2 separate regions of the Rattus norvegicus genome follow, and region 1 is linked to region 2. The links are chromatin contacts, called in public Hi-C maps. All regions are on one chromosome and are shown on one strand. Each heading gives the region's core, a stretch centred on a gene start, on an enhancer-like site or on the middle of the called end of the contact. The rest is flanking DNA. Distances are from core to core; before and after follow the strand shown.

Region 1 (4,688 bases), core at 795-3,294, 90 kb before region 2:
CACAATATGTAAAAGATTCCATACATTTGCTGCACCGACCTTTCAATTTGGAGTTAGCTACAACGGGAAGCAATGCCCGTGCCTGCTCCTAAAATGGCACAGCTTAAAGACTTCTCCCTCATTCTGAAGCTAGGGAATGCCACGACACACGGCATTGCTAAATGCTTCTAAAGAGACTTCTATCTAAGATGAAATAAACTAAGTTGGGATATGTTGTCCAGTTAGTACATACGTTGTAAACTAAAACTGAAGAAATATAAGAAAGAAAATAAAAATATTTAGTGATCAGTGCAATTAATAATACTGAGAGTTGTGGAATGCCCTTTGCGTGTGCCGCCATGCATGGTGGGTAGAATTCTATTTGAGCTGGGCAGGCACGAGCATTCAATCCATTTTTCAGATAAGGAAGCTGGGACGCTAAGAAAATAAACCACTTAAATAGGAGCCAGTTAGAGTTACAACTCTCACTCATGTCACCTGACCCCAGGCACTCACACCCCTCATTGTCCCAAGTCTCTCCCTAAAAAGGCTAATCAGTGCCTTTGCCTTGCACAGCAACTTTGGAGTCTGCCTTGAAGTACATTTTGCTGAGGACACAACAGCTTATTAATTGTGATCCTTGGAAACTGGGCTTGGTGACACAAACCTTTCATCCCAGCAATCAGCCGGCAGAAGCAATCAGATTTTTCTGAGTTCATGGCCAACCTATTCCACATACAGTTTCAGACCAGCAGAGCTTCACAGTGAGACTGAGTTTCAAAAACAGAGAGAGAGAGAGAGAGGGAGGGAGAGAGAGAGAGAGAGAGAGAGAAACAAAAAATCCAAAACAAACAAAAACAAAAAACAAAAAAATTAAGAGCCTCTAGGATAGATGTTTAGATTCTTCTAACAGAGTCTCTCTCTCTCTCTCTCTCTCTCTCTCTCTCTCTCTCTCTCTCTCTCTGTTTCCCTCTGTCTCTCTCTTTTTGTATGTGTGTAAGTAAAATGCATTAATTTCTATGTAAAAACCTTAAGATGTTAAGTCAGTCATCAACAGAGTAGCTATATAAGTCAGTCAGCTTCTAAGTGTTAAGGAAAACCAGGAATGTTAAAATATATAAAAATTTCCTCAATTCTGAACACTTCTCTTTCCGTTGGGTCATCAGAAAATTACTTTTAATTTATTACCAATTTTTAAATTCTTTCATCTGTTTACCAACCAATTTATTATTAACTCATTGAACCTTCCTAAATGATAATTCGAATGTAGGTAATTGTGTTTAATGCTTTCAGAATAACCAGAGCAAATTAATATGCATTTTCAAATGTCATTTTGAGGTCAAACTCTACCCAGTTATGTCAACGTTATAAATTCTAAATCCACCAAAAAAACATCTCTCTGCAACAACCAAAGAGAAATACTGCTCCACACTCTGCTGGTTCTTGTTCAACAATGTGAAGACCTTCTCTATTCACATCTAACCACCTAGACAACCCCTTAGATCAATACACAAAACAACAAGGGCTGCTGGAGATGAAGGCCTATCTAATCCAACCGAAAGCAAAGTTCTTAAATTCCCAGATTAAAGCAATCGTGGAAATCAGTGGCAGCAACACCTCTGGGTCCCCAGGGTAACCACAAGCATCTTTAAAACTGCACATCTCTCTCCATTTCCCCAACCTCATGGAGCAATTCTGGTTGTCCTCGTGTGGCAGAGTCTAAGATAATTACATGGACATTTGTGATGCTGGTACTGGCAGTGTGCACCAACTGTCTGTCGATCTGTCTGAGAACTAAGGCCCTGAGGGTGGAAGAATGGAGGAGAGAGGAGTTCAGGCTCCACTGAGAGAAACGGGTAAAGCAAGGGACCGGTCTGTCCTGTTTAATAACCTCTGTAGCCCAGCCAGGTAGGTTTTAAAAGCACAGTGTGGGTGTGTGGGGTGAGAGGAACAGGAAAGGAAAGCCTGCCGGTTGATTACGGGTGGGTTCTGGAATGGTGAGGTGATATCATCACTGTAAACACTGTGCTCACATGAACGCTATTTCAACTGTCTGAGGTCACCGCTGATTACGGCAGTGTGGAATGAACAGCCCACAGTCTCAGAAAGCTCAGGGTAGGTCACCGCCCCACTGGGATGAAAGCTGAGGCTTTATTAAGTTACAATTAGACACTTTCAAAACACTACAGTACCTGAAATATAGCAAATACAGAACGTATTTGTACTCCAGCTTACTTTTATGGTGATCTATTAGTTGTGGATTTTTGGTTAGCATCAAATACACTGCCAAGGATTATTGACTCCAAGTTTAAATATATGTATGAATGTTAGGTCACTTCCACACATTTCTTAATAATAATAATACTAACAACAACAACAACAATAACAATAACAATTCTCTATCAGAGAGAAATGAGTAACAAAAATTTTAACTGTTTAATTTAATATACAAAAGGTTAATTGAATCCTAGGAAAACAATCCAAGGATTATGGTTAGGATTTTTAATACAAGCAATTTTTCCACCCCTTACTTTTTTGGGGCAGGGGGTAATCATTACTGACTTGCATTAGAAATCTGTATTCACTGGTCTATGACTGATCCGATGTGTCAAAACCAGATAATGGATTCCAAAGAAAATCTCTGAAGCAGTCATGTTCTCTGCTCATTCTCCATGTAGGGGTGGGGCGCAGGAGTTTCTCGTACGTGTGGCCTCTGACTGCTGTGACCTCTCTAACACAACCTCCATCTCTTCAACTTTACTCCATCTGGTTCCCCAGAAGCCTCAGTCTCCTGCACTGTATTTTGCCATCCGTACTCTGTGAGAATTGATTTATGGGAGACTGAGGGAGAAAAAGATCATAATTCTAAGCCCCGTTTCTCGGCAGTCAAGTCTGACAGCTGACTTAAGCCAGTGTTTACTGGCTGCCTCATCTCTCCTGAAGCAGCTGCCATTGCTGCCACTGCAGTGACTGCTCCGAGTTTACATCATCTGTGGGAGAAAAATGCCATGGCCTCACAACGGTATTACTCACGGTGCCTCAGGACAGCTCCTATAACCTAAATCCCCTTAGGACTAACAATGTCATCCTGTTTTGATTTCTTTTGGAGGAGAAAACGGTTAGCTATTTTTAAAGGTAAAAGCCTGCTTTTAAAAATTGCCTTCTTTTTTTCTTTTTTTTTTATTGGATATTTTTTTATTTACATTTCAAATGTTATCCCCTTTTCCCTACACAACCCACCCTTTCCCATCTTCCCTCCCTGAAATTCCCCTACACTGGGGGTGTGGGGTCCAGCCTTGGCTTCTCCTCCCATTGGTTCCCAACAAGGCCATCCTCTGCTACATATGCAGCTGGAGCCATGGGTCTGTCCATATGTCTCTTTGGGTAGTGGTTTAGTCCCTTGGAGCTCGGATTGGTTGGCATTGCACTAAATGTGTTGCAAACCCATTCATCTCCTTCAATCCTTTCTCTAACTCCTCCAATGGGGACCCTGTTCTCAATTCAATAGTTTGCTGCTAGCATTTGCCTCTGTATTTGTCATGCTCTGGCAGAGCCTCTCAGGAGACAGCAGTATCAGGCTCCTGTCAGCATGCACAGAAGTGCCTTCTTAAGGGTAAGGGGAACCCTAACCCCAAGGACTATGGGTAAAAATGTACTGCCCGGGTATCAAAACCTTCTCCAACCTAGCACATCCTATCTTCGTGTGCATTATGTATCACGATAGTTCTGCCTCACATGTCCCACAATTACTTCTGCTTTCAGTAATACCAGTCCCACTTACTAACAAAAGATTCTTGCTTGACTCCTGCCTAGCCAAACCCTGCTCCCCCTAAAGAGTCTAATTTAAGTGCCCTTCTAGGTAGAGCTTTTCCCCAGTTCTTGTTTGGAATAGCTTCCCTGGACTCAGCAGTTCAAAGGTTCTTCTCACAAGCTTCTGGTCGGGCCCTGATCTGCTCAGCTACGGCTGGCTGAAGTCAGTCTTCTGAGTTTATTTGTACAGACAGAACTGCAACTCACATTCATAACTCCAGACATACCGTAAAGACCTCCCACATCCACATAGTGTTCTGTAGCCCACTCAGATCATGACGTGGAAATGACAAGATGGACGGTTTCATCTAGCTAACATTTCTACATGTCCTAAGCAGCAGCTGCCCCTTTAAGAAGCCGTTCACTTATTTAGAGCCTGTCATTGATGAATGAATTTTTAATTCCTTCCTTCGGCCACAGAGAATAGTGCACGAACAACTGGTGATTTGCTTAGGGTATCTGATCTCTTCTTGGTCAGACACTATCACTGGAACCATGCTACTCACTTAAAACTAAGTTTAAGTACAGCAGAATGTTAACTGTATGGGAAAATTCAAACACTACAAAACATTTTATTGATGTCCTCAAAAAACTTATTTTTGATCTCAGGGTTTATAGCCACAGGTAGAAGTTTGGATTCATCAATCACCTCAAATCTTCTTTTTAGAAAATAATGACAGATGTACACCTGTCCTATCTTATATATTCCGTATAATTTGCTTGGCAATGCTTACCAGCATTAACACAAAGAAGTGGCACACAGTGTGACTCACAAGTCTTTACTGGCACCATGTGGGACTTCAGTTTCTAACTATGCCGTTCTGAAGAAAGGATCTCTTTTACCTACCGACCATATCTCTCAGGATCATCTCAATGAAACAAAAAAAAAAACCACCATC
Region 2 (5,095 bases), core at 1,220-3,719:
TAAAAATGTCAATATTTTCTTTCACAATATACCACAGTAAGACCTGCTCTTCTGAGTCCTCTTTCAATAAAGAGATGATCAGCTTTCTTTACTGAGCCGTTCTGTTTCGTAAAGAATGGATATAAAAGCCACATAATCATACCAGGCATTTCTGAGAATCAATAGACTCAAAGGGGAGCTTTCACATCACTAAATCTCAATAATCTGGGAAGCCCAATTAACTATAATATCTATCTGCCAACACTGCAGTTAACCGGAATATTACTGACGGGCCATCAAACCCTAAAATTATTTAAACATACAAGATTTTTATATTAATGCCCTTTGTTTCTCACTGAGACTCAACTGCAATGAATTATTTAAGAGAAAACTGGAGGGGCTCCAACGGAATCATCAGCATTAGTAAATATCTAGCTAATGTGCTGTAGAACAGGCCCTAATGGACTCCAGAACCCGCCTGGGTGGTGTTTTGAATCCAGCCCTGAAACATCCTTGTTAATAATGCACAGGCTCCCCACCTCACTCTCACACTCCTCTTGGCTTCAAACTTGACTTGAATGTAGGACTCGACACTCACGTGCCTAACTCAGAAAAGTGGGTCCGTTGTATATTCAATACATGTGATTAGAAAAGGCATGACGAATGTGCATTCTGCACATAACTTAACAGCGTTCTCAGGAAAAGCAAAATGTCAAACAAAATTGACAATAATGATAATAATAATAATGATAATGATGATCTTGACTAAACGTTTATCCATGTTTATTTGAAGACAGTTTGCATGTACGGATAATGAGCTATGAAACAGACTGCTGACACTCACTGGCACATCATGGTTTTATTTTAAGGAACTGGCTTATTTTTAATTAATTAACTTTTATTAACATAACAGGTGAACCAAAGGCCAGAAGGTATGCTTGGACACTCTGATGGGTTGGTTTGGGGCTTATAAGAATCCCTTGCTTTGCGCAGTTACCCGTATCAAAGAAAGTTAGCGACAAAAGTTTAGATAGCAGGTATGCCTTCAGGTTAACAGGCGCTCTCTGCCACCAACACTCAAGATTTAACAAACCCCTTCCACATGACACAGCTGTCATCTTGCTGTAGCCTGTAATGTGGATTCATTCTTTAAGTATCCTAAACATTCCTCGATCCTTTTTTCTTATTGCTGTTTGTTTATTCTCTGTTAAATTGGTTGGTTGCTTTTTAAAGAAGACAATAGCCTCTGGACTGCACTAACAGTGCAAGTTCATGAGACTTATTCTAAATGCCCCCACAACTTCACAGCTCGCATTTCACCATAGCAGCTAGAAGGTTCAGAGACCTACAAACTGAACACCCAAACCTCCATTTATAGGACCAGAAGTACGGAACAAAAGGTCCCAAGGTATCTGTCCCACTTCCTTTAGGTTGAGTACGTTAAAAAACATCAGGCGCCTGTCAACGTTTCGACAATTCCCAAAGCTACATTATTGGCTAAACACCTAATACCAACGCTCTTTAAACAAAACAAAAACAAAAACAAAAAAAAGTAACCTGGGTGGCCACAGAGCCCCGATGGCGGTGGGGACCTGGTGTCCCCTCTCCAGTTCACTGTAGGCGCCAAAGATACTATTGGCGGGGAGGAGGAACTCAAATTGGAGGGTTGAGACAGTCCACGAATGAAGCTCAGACCGTGGGGGAGAGGGGTAGCCCTCCAGCTTATCCCTGCCCTGCCGGGAGTCCCCACCGAGGTCCTCCTCCATCCCTGTCCGCACCTCACCCGGAGGTGGCAGCTGCCTGGCTGGTGCCCTGAGCACGGAGAGGGCGCGGGGACCGAGGGAGCGAGCCCGGGGATCGCCCGCAGGACACCGGGGTACAGCGGACCACACTCACCGATGCGGCTGAAACTCTCGGACAAAGTTCTCCTCAACTTCTTCATCTTGCCGATCTTCTCGGCCGGCTGCGGTTCAATGAGGTCGCACATCTGGGCGACGCGGGGCCCGGGCAACTTCGCGAAACTGGTCCAGCGCAGCGCAGCGCAGACAACGGCGGGCGAGGGCGCGCGGCGCGGGGAAGGCGGCGCCTCGTCCTGCTCCTCCGCCTCCTCGCGGGCCGCGGGCGACGCGCAGCGCTCGCCTGCCTGCGGGGCTCGGGCCTGGGCCGAGGCTGGGCGCGCGGGGGCGTCTTACGTGGTGCCGGGGGCGGCCGCGATCCCCGCCGCCCGGGGGCCCCCGCGCTGCGCCGCTGCCCGCCGCATTTTCCCTCCTTTGTAAGCCAGAGCCGCGCGGCCGCGACCGGAGACGGGGGCGGCGCGGCCGAGGAGGCGCAGGCGGCTGCAGGCGAGGCGCGCGGGACAAGTTCCCCAGCCCGAGGGGCGGCGCTGCACGGAGACCCGCGACTGCCCTGGCCAGAGGCCTGGCGCCCGGGACCCAGGCGCGACCCCGCGCCGCGTTCCGACTCCGACTCCGAGGCCTCCGCCGCCCTCCCGGACCCACCGCGCCCGGGCGGCGCCCCCTCCCGGCCGCCCGCGCTCCGCCGGCCGCGGCCGCGCTCCTCCCGCGCGCTCCGGGACCGCAGCCCACGGGCAGACGGACAGACAGACGGCCGGCCGCCCTGGGCTCCCGGCCGACCCTGTCCACCCGGTGCGGTGCGATCCTTGTTGGCCCCGACCCGGAAAGGTTGGGGAGTGTCGGGCGCGGTGCACGAGTGCCTCGGGGACGCATTCGGGTTTAGTAGAGACTTTTTGGGGTGGGGTGGGGTGGGTGGTTTTAATTTACAGGGAAAGTGGGTGCTCCGAAGGCCAGAAGAGGCCTGATTTTCATTGGGGTACAATGCAAAAGCTGAAAATGGCCCCCTGGAACTTCCAGAAGGCAGGGTGTTTTGCCTCAGCCCTGACTCTGGATGACAGGAATGTCTCAGAGATTCCTCAGAGGGATACTCAGGTCATCAGTAAATTTACTACCTTTTGTCACCTCCTTGCCCTACTTCAGTGAATGAACTTGAAAAGGGACTTAAGGGTGGCTTTTTTTTTTAAAGTCCCGGGACAAACAGTTCCGGCAGAAAACACAGTCTTTTTTTTCCCCTAATAAATGAGGTACTCCAAACGTCAGTCTCCCAGGGGAGGGTGAAGGAAGATGGGGGAAGGCCTGTTGTACTGATTCTGGGCCAGCAAAGTCCTTATGAATAGAAATGTTAGTGATCTTGAGTCATCTGGCTGTGTAAGCAATAGGAGCTTTTGTGGGCGTGACAATGCTGTTTGGTTTAAAGGAAGTTTTGGGGAGTTTGTGTTTTGTCAAAAGATTTTTATCTTAAAACAAAAACTAGCCCCCTGCCTTCCTTAAATTGTGAGGTAGAACACGGATTTGTTCCGCCCTGTGCTGAGCACATTACAGGGTTTTGGTAGATTGCCACTGATAAAAGGCAGCTAGCTAGTCAAGCCAAGCCCCTAACAGAGGAGAGAGCCAAGAATTCATGAGCAAAGTCAAGATAGTTTAAACGCAGGGATGTTGGATCCTGACAGCCAAATCTCAATAATTACAGAAGGCATCAAAGTGTGACCTGATACAGGAAAAAAAAGTTTTAACATTTATCACGTGGTCAGATCAATTAGAAAATTAGCAGTTACAACTGAACACACACAGAGAGAGAGAGACAGAGAGACAGAGAGACAGAGAGAGACAGAGACAGAGAGACAGAGACAGAGAGCCAAACACTGATAGGTTCTTCCAGCTAACAAAGACGAAAAAAAAAATCGTCAAAGATAAAAATTTAGAGTGCTATACTTATGTGGTCACACTGCTGTCCATTTGGAAAAGGCCAGTTTGAGTAAGGACACAGGCCCAGTGTGCTTGTCCTCACACACTGTGTGTATGTGTGCATGGACCTGCACGTGAATGCATATGGTATCTTTTCTACCTCCCCAATATCTCTAATTTTCTAATCTTTCAAAAAGCCAACTTACCATCTCTGCATACAAAGCTATTGTTCGTGACCATTTTTTTTAAACTAATGGAAACTTGAGTTGCTATATCGAGGGTTAATAGGGAAAACCATATTTAATATCAAACTATGGCAAAATATGCAAAAATATATACATTTCTGAAATACACAAAATTTCTGAAAACAAAAGGAGGAACGTAGGAGGCGGGGCACAACTCTGTCCTTACACTTTATACTAGAAAGTAGAGTCTGAGTATCTTGCCCCCCAAATGCCTTAATTTTATATCACAAAAATGTTAACTTAAAGCATAGTGGCTGTGAACTTCCCTTTCCTGGCTTGACCACACCCTCTCGGCCCTCTCCACTAAAGAACAGTGTATCTGGCAGATGAAACCTGTGTCCAGTGACAGACCAAATGAAGTTTGGCGATTGTGAACACCAGCACTCTGCTCCATGTTTGTCTTGGTCTTTTCTCAGATGTGTATTACACTGGCAAGTTATGCAATAAGCCTACAAAATAGAGAAGGAAATTAACTTCATGCTTTCGAGATATGTGTGCTTCCTTTTAAGGGTTCAACAACAACAACGCGCGTGTGTGTGCGCGCGTGTATGTGTGTGTGTGCGTGTGTGTGCGTGTGTGTGCACGTACACTCACATGTGAAGGTCAGAGGACAACTCTCAAGACCCGGTTCTGGAATGCTATCTTGTGGGATCCAGGGATTGAACTCAGGCTGTCGGGCCTGCCTGCAAGTGGCTCTACTCACTGAGCTATTTCACTGGCCGGAAGGATCCAACTCTGAAATTAATTTCTCGTATTCACCTTTATCTGGTCCTATGAATTCCACGAGGCCCGAGGCCCTAACCTGGAAAAAAAAAACCAGTACATGTTTCATAGACTAATTGCTTATCAAAGGGTGCAGAATGAACCACTGTCACTAAGAAGTGACCTCTTGTTTATTTAGAGGCACAAAGATAATGCCAGTGTCTGCACTGATGTGCACCTCCAGGGAGAGGATGGATCTGTGCCACCCCTCTGTCTGCACTTCTGCTTCACAGGGCTATAGTTTGGAATAAAAACCACAGTCCTGGGCCTGGAGAGATGGCTCAGTTGTTAGGAGCACTGTCTGCTCCTCCAAAGGACTCAGGTTCAATTCCCAATACCCACATGGCAGCT

The links. Hi-C and Micro-C count contacts between places; a contact is called where the count stands out from the background.
Region 1: a Hi-C map of mammary epithelial cells shows a contact between it and region 2, with 5 times the contacts expected there. The contact joins the enhancer-like site here to the promoter of Cdk14 in region 2. A contact is called at or near these places in 2 of 12 Hi-C or Micro-C datasets (the A7r5 cell line and mammary epithelial cells).

Annotation. Positions count from the first base shown.
Region 1 is chr4:29,708,122-29,712,809 of GRCr8, reverse strand. All of the region lies in intron 2 of Cdk14 (cyclin-dependent kinase 14), which reads right to left. Among named protein-coding and RNA genes, the nearest start is that of Cdk14, 89 kb to the right of the region's middle. Within about 2 kb of position 2,044, at least 21 of the 93 cell types and tissues checked have an H3K27ac peak or open chromatin away from gene starts, as enhancers often do. A contact at or near this core is called in the A7r5 cell line, where this site is marked.
Region 2 is chr4:29,618,591-29,623,685 of GRCr8, reverse strand. Cdk14 (cyclin-dependent kinase 14) reads right to left here and starts at 2,469. Exons shown (of 15, transcript NM_001395582.1): 1 at 1,876-2,469. The coding sequence starts at 1,966.